Linked DNA regions of Mus musculus: region 2 is linked to region 1. Evidence: chromatin contacts called from public ChIA-PET data. All regions are on one chromosome and are shown on one strand. Each heading gives the region's core, a stretch centred on a gene start, on an enhancer-like site or on the middle of the called end of the contact. The rest is flanking DNA. Distances are from core to core; before and after follow the strand shown.

The links. ChIA-PET counts read pairs in DNA pulled down with a chosen protein or histone mark.
Region 2: an RNA polymerase II ChIA-PET map of memory CD8 T cells shows a contact between it and region 1, with 26 read pairs. The contact joins two enhancer-like sites. A contact is called at or near these places in 1 of 39 promoter capture datasets (liver), 2 of 484 Hi-C or Micro-C datasets (both in embryonic stem cells), 2 of 115 datasets of contacts at active chromatin or transcription factors (CD8 T cells and memory CD8 T cells) and 3 of 9 other capture datasets (adipose tissue, liver and pancreatic islet).

What each region holds. Positions count from the first base shown.
Region 1 is chr9:110,907,790-110,910,838 of GRCm38.p6, forward strand. No RefSeq gene overlaps it. Among named protein-coding and RNA genes, the nearest start is that of Fam240a, 7.6 kb to the right of the region's middle. Within about 2 kb of position 1,527, at least 33 of the 459 cell types and tissues checked have an H3K27ac peak or open chromatin away from gene starts, as enhancers often do. A contact at or near this core is called in CD8 T cells and memory CD8 T cells, where this site is marked.
Region 2 is chr9:111,001,475-111,004,779 of GRCm38.p6, forward strand. It overlaps Gm10030 (predicted gene 10030), which reads left to right. Exons shown (of 7, transcript NR_152179.1): 3 at 3,279-3,305. Among named protein-coding and RNA genes, the nearest start is that of Rtp3, 13 kb to the left of the region's middle. Within about 2 kb of position 1,942, at least 20 of the 459 cell types and tissues checked have an H3K27ac peak or open chromatin away from gene starts, as enhancers often do. A contact at or near this core is called in CD8 T cells and memory CD8 T cells, where this site is marked.

The sequences.
Region 1 (3,049 bases), core at 277-2,776:
AACATTCAAACAAGGTCGCTTCCAACAGTTCACAGTCAACGAGAGAGGGCAGGGAATGACAAGGATTCTAAACCATCTCCCAGTGGAATTTCACTGGAAATCAGATCTGGTTTCCATGACACTGAGGAGAGGTGAGGGGTGGGCAAAGCAGAGGAGACTAGAAATAATATTCAGATTTGTTTTGCCCTGCTGTTCAAGAGGACAGGAGGAGTCTGGCCTGCCATTTCTTTCCTCACACTAATGCCTGGGTTTTCTGAGAGAGAGATCCCTCAACCCAGGGTTAGATGGAAGGAAGCAGGGCAGAAGCAAGCCAGGCATAGGTGCAAGGTGTAGCTTCTCCCAGAGAGAAGAGAAATCACAAAGTCTGAACAAAGGGGAACTGAGCGACAAGGCTGTGTGAGGCCAGCTGCCTCCCTCAGCTCCCAGGTTTGAAACAACAGGTGGTGTGGATAGACACTCCCAGGTGGTATGGAGATAGAGATAGTCAAGCCTGTAGTGATCCTGGGGGAAGTTGCTGGTGATGGGGATGGACGGATCTTGTCCTATCTATTCACTGAGGTGGTGACATTTTCCCTTGCTCTGTCATCACAAAAGGATCTCATCTTCACAGGAGCAAGGGGCATTTCCTTTATCTCTAGGATCTGGTTGTTCTCTGCACCTGTATCCCCCGAGGCCACAGGGCAGCAGAGTTGGGGTTGGATACCTGGTCTGGAGAAAGCGCTGGATGTGTGTAGCCCTGAGTTCAGGTCTCTGTGGGAGCAAGGACCACTGGTGGGAAGACAGCAGTCCTGTCTCTGTCCCAGATCCTTGGCCTGTTGCTCCCAGGCCTGCCTTCTAGGACAAGGTCTTCCTGACTACAAAACTGCTGTGATCTTCTAAGGACAGGGTTGGAGGGAAGGAGATAAGAGAGCTACCAAGGGATGAAAGAGATGCCTTAGATGTCAGGAGCTGCTGTTTCATTCTGTCAAAGATCTTTAATACCCTTCTCAGATGCTCATGCTAAACCCAGTGTGGCTCACAGTGGCTTACGCTGTCTGCAGATCAAGATGTCAAACTCTTAGCTCCTTCCCTAGTACCATGTCTGCCTGTCTGTCACTGTGCTTCTCGCCGTGATGATAATGGACTTGACTTCTGAGATTGTAAGCCAGTCTCAAATACCTGTTTTCTTTTATAAGAGTTGCAGTGGTGATGGTGTCTCTCTACAGCAATAGAAACCCAAACTAGAACAGTGAAGAAGCAAGGGGTAGGAACTGTAGGGAGGCTGTTTTCCATTGGCCTTCAGTTTATGTATCTATTTTGAGTAGAGGCTCTGACTGCCCTTATTCCAGGTGATCACTATGACCGATATGATCAGTAACTTCAAAAGTTGCAGATTATCTTGGGAAGTGCATCTCTTCCATTTCCAGCCCCACTGGACACTGCTTCCTCACCGCATCTTACTAGAACAATTCTTTCTCTACGACTCCAGTTCTTACCCCACAACTCACCCCTCATCCTTCCTGCTAGCGCTTACCATGCTGTTGATACTGTGGGTTACCCCACAACACACCTACCATTTTGCAGCTCAGCTACTCCAACCACTTGGTAAATCAGCCTCAATTTGACAGCTGCCCTCAAGGCAGCCTGTGGGCTCCTGGAGAATCTGCATGGAGCCAGTTTTCAAGAACTTGGAGCATGGGCACATGTGACTCTGGGTTCAGGTGGGCACTGCTGGCATGGACTCACCGTGGGAAAGTTCTAGAAGCCCCACACCCTATGACCTCCCCCATTCTATGGAAATGTTTGGAGAATTAGGAAAGCTTCCTGGTCAGGAAGGGACCTTACAAAAGGACCTTCTAAAGTTTAGCCACGAACTGCAGCCTGCTTCATGTTGACTAACTCGGTGCTAAGCTGGCTCTCTGCTAAGAGAGAGGAAACACGTGGTATGTCATTCAGCAACTCAGCCTGATCTGAATGAGGGTATTATGGAGGCAGCTCTCATAAAACATAGTGCTGTGCTGTATGCAAACCTTCCACTCATTTGCCTAACAGATCGGCCTTGTGTCTCATCACGTGAATGCTGTTCCCATCCCTAGGGGCTGTTCCAGATGCTGTGTGGCCCACATTCAGTCTCAAAACCCTATGTGATAGGCTTCTCATGTCCCTGGTCTTCTCAATTTGTCTCTTTCCATACAAAGACCAGGTAGCTGCAACCTTCCCTTCATGTCCCTTCCAGAATTGTATTGCTCAATGTCTCCAGAAGCTGGCTATCACGTCCACTAGGCATATTAATTCAATTACTTTTGCACACAGGAAACAGAAGGAAGCATCTACGGCTCGTCTCCAGGGTATCAAGTTTTCCAGCAGCAACAGCTAGGACTGTTGAGATCCCTGTGAGGATAGCACATTGATGGGCCAGGATTGACATGGAGGCTAATTTACCCACCAGGGCTCTATTTACAGCTTAAATGAACCATTTATGTGTTAGGTACACAAACAGAGAGAAAGAGAGAGAGACAGAGACAGAGACAGAGAGACAGAGAAAGACAAAGAGACAGAGAAACAGAGAGTCAGAGAGAGGCAGAGACAGACAGAGAGAGACAGAGAAAGAGGCAGAGAAACAGAGAAAGAAAGAGATAGAGAGGGACACACACAGAAGGAGAGGCACAGAGAGAGAGAGATGGAGAGAAAGAGAGAGAGAGAGAATAGACAAATACAGGGAGAGACACAAAGACAGGGAGAGACACAGAGACACAGAGAGATATAGTGAGAGACAAAAGTAGAGACACAGAGACAGAAATGACAAAGAGAGCTACAAAGATGGAGTTTATTTGCAAACTAAAGTCTACATGTGAGAGAAAGCATATATATTTCTCTTTTTCAGTCTGTCTACCCCCCCCTCCCCTCCAGTAATGTAACGGTCTCTGGTTGTATCCATATTTCTTGCAAATAACAACATAAGTTTAAAATAATTATTACTTAAGTTCATGTGTATGAGTCTTTCGCCTGGATGTCTGTGTACCCTGTGCATGCCTGGTGCCCACAGATGTCAGAAGAGGGTCTTGGGTAC
Region 2 (3,305 bases), core at 692-3,191, 94 kb after region 1:
ATTGAGTGCTTGGGGGCCTCTTTGTGGCTCTGGGATTTCCACGGTTCTGCGGTTCTGCTAAGGCCTTGTTCATCATCTTGTGCATGGGAGGGTTAGAGTTACTCTTGAGAGAAGCAGCCTTGGGTCATGCACCCCAGGAGCGAGTTTCGAATGCTCGGCTTGCTTACACAAAGCAGAGAATTACCAGGGAACGCCTCGGTGGTAGCACTGTCTTTGTTACAGATGGTGCAGGGCCCAGACAGGATGGCAGGTTCTCATTTTGTCCTCGACAGCTCTCATTCAGTGAGAGGCAGAGCCTTCTTGATGTCATCTTAAGCAGCAGCACGATGCCTTTGGTCTTCTGTGACCTTCATCTTCAACCACCAACGGCAGTTCGGCAAGTTCCTCAGTACGATGACCTTTAGATACGAGCAGAGCGGATGAGGCAGGGACGGCCACAGCAGGTTTATATTTGCTCTGGGCTGTCAAGGTCTGCAGGCTTTTCTGAGCAGAAATATGCAGCCACCAAAGGCACCCTGGCCAGAATAGTGGGTCATGCCACCCCTCAGGCTTTGGGAATTTAAGCCACAGATCTGTCAGCATCTCAAGATCCAGAACTGGTCAGATAACCTACTAATCCTCTGATGACGTAGGGATGTATGCTTTATTATTGTTTGGTTTTGAGCTCGGTTTCATACAGCTTGAGTGGCCTCAAACTCACTGCATAGCTAAGGATAACCTTGAACTTATGATCCTCCTGCCTCTACCTCCTGAGTGCTGAGATTCCAGGCATGTGCACACACCCAGTTTGTGTGGTACCGGGGAATCAAAGCCAGGGCCTTGGACATGCTAGGCAAGAACTGTACCCGTGAGGCCACATCTGTAGCCCCAGTGGTGAGTTTTATCTTATTTCTGATGCGTGCTCATGTGTGTATATGTGCACCAGCGCGCCTTGTGTGTGTGAGAACCAGAAGTCAACCTTGGATGTTGTTCCTCAGGAGCTGTCCACCGTGTCCCCCCCACCCCCACTAGAACCTGCAACTTGCTTGATTAGGCTAGCAAGTCCTAGGGATCTGTCTGTCCTTGTCTCTTTAGAGCTGAGAGTACAAACATGTTCCATATGCTCAGCTTTTCATCAAAGCAACTGAGCTATCTATTCAGTGTGCCATCGGTGAAGTTTTAAAACACCTCAGTTGTACTTAGTATCCTGACTCACAGTCAGCAGTTGGGCAACAGGGTGGCAGTTAATTAATAAAACATTCCATAAGCGGGCTAGAGAGATGGCTCAGTGGTTAAGAGCACTGACTGCTTTTCTGGAGGTCCTGAGTTCAAATCACAGCAACCACATGGTGGCTCACAACCATCTGTAATGAGATCTGACGCCCTCTTCTGGTGTGTCTGAAGACAGCTACAGTGTACTTACATAGAATAAATAAATAAATCTTAAAAAAAAACCACAACATTCCATAAGCATGCTCCTTGCAGAGATGTAGCCCTAGCATGTTAGCGGGTTGCAGGAAGAGAGGGTCATGAAGTGCCTTTTATCCATCTCCAGGATGGTGCTGAACTAAGATGGCCCTGAAGGTTGGTGTGGGGGGAAATGAGCATCAGGTACTGCAGCAGGGACAGCTGTGAGCATTGTCGGGGTAGGTACGGCTGCACAGTGAGGCCTGTCAACAAAAGATGGGCCATTGGAAAATGAGTCCCATTGCTCAGACCATCAGCGTACCACCCCAGTCTGTAACTAGACCCTAAGAATTAGTAAGCCTGGCGGAACTAGAAAAGCCTTGGGCTATGTGCCAGGAGACTTATTTCTCAGTTCTGATGATGTGGGCTCACAGATCATCTGCACACACGTACATCCTTTTTACTAGAGTTGTTTGTGTCAGAGCCCGGGCTCCATCAGCCTTGAATCAAGTCTGTATCACTCTTCCTCAATAGGCCAATGAGATCGACACAGAATGCTGAAAAGCAGAAAATGGAAATTTGTTTAGTGTGACCACATCAGAACAAGGGAGCAGAGACGGCCAGGGACTCACCGCTGTAGTTTCATTTTTGTTTCTGTGACAAAATACTCCCGTGAAAAGCGGTTTAAGGGTTTGCATCGGTTTACAATTTCAGGTCATAGTCCTCTGTTGTGGGGAAATTGAGAGTCCATAGTCTGAAGTAGAAAGAAACGGAAACATGCATGTTCATTTGCTGGCTTGTGCTCAGCTCAATGTATGTACTCTTTTACTGTTTGGGACTCCCTACCTAGGGAATGATGTCTTCCATAGTGGACTGGGAACTCTTATATAAGTTATCTTAATTAAGGCACGGCCCATCCACAGACATGCCTACAAGCCAATCCAAAGTATGGATCCTAGACGGTCCCTCATCCAGACTCTTCCCAGATGATTCTACGTTATATCAAGTTGAGAGTAAAAGCTAAATCACATTTCTCAAATCCATCTTCAGGGTCCTGATCCAGATAAAAAGCAAGAAACATGTATTGCTAAGCAGTCCCACCAATATTGTCTCAGTTCTGATCTCTCACACAAGATGGTTGAAAAGCTGTCAGAATTATATAAAAATCTCCTGCTGAGAGGCAAGTGTCTCTCTGGATGGCACCAGGTTTCAGCCTATCTTCTTCCAGTACGGGATCCTTGGGGCCAATCTTTTTGTTGTTGTTGTTTTGTTTTTGTTTTTCAAGACAGGGTTTCTCTGTGTAGCCCTGGCTGTCCTGGAACTCACTCTGTAGACCAGGCTGGCCTCAAACTCAGAAATCCACTTGTCTCTGCCTCCCAAGTGCTGGGATTAAAGACGTACGCCACCACTGCCTGGCTCCTTGGGGCCATTCTACATTCTGGGGGTTCACTGTTCCCGTGGTCTGACAGCCAAAGGGAAAAGTACAAAAGCTTCATTTAAAAAATATCTTTATTCTTGCCAGGATACGAACATTCTGACTTCTGTTTCATTTTTTTTTCTATAAATTATAACACTGCCCTAAGCAAGTTGGGGGGACAGACTTGAACTTACTCTCTCTCTGTCTCTCTCTGTCTCTCTTTCTCTCGTCATTTCTCACCATGGACAAATCAATTTCCTTACCCATGTCTGCCTCTGGGCGTTTGGTAGAGTGGCGGTCAAAGCTCAGTGTAATGTTTCATTGTTCACACCTATTCTCTTGTTCACTGTAGACAGCCGTAGACAGTGCAGGGTGACCTGCAGGACAGCGATGGAAAGCCTTCTAAAACCCGTGCACAAATCCTTTTAATGTTTATAAATGTGTCCATTGTCCCACTTTCTCCGTGTCCTCCCAGGTAAATAACCACTCATAAGCTTGGGTT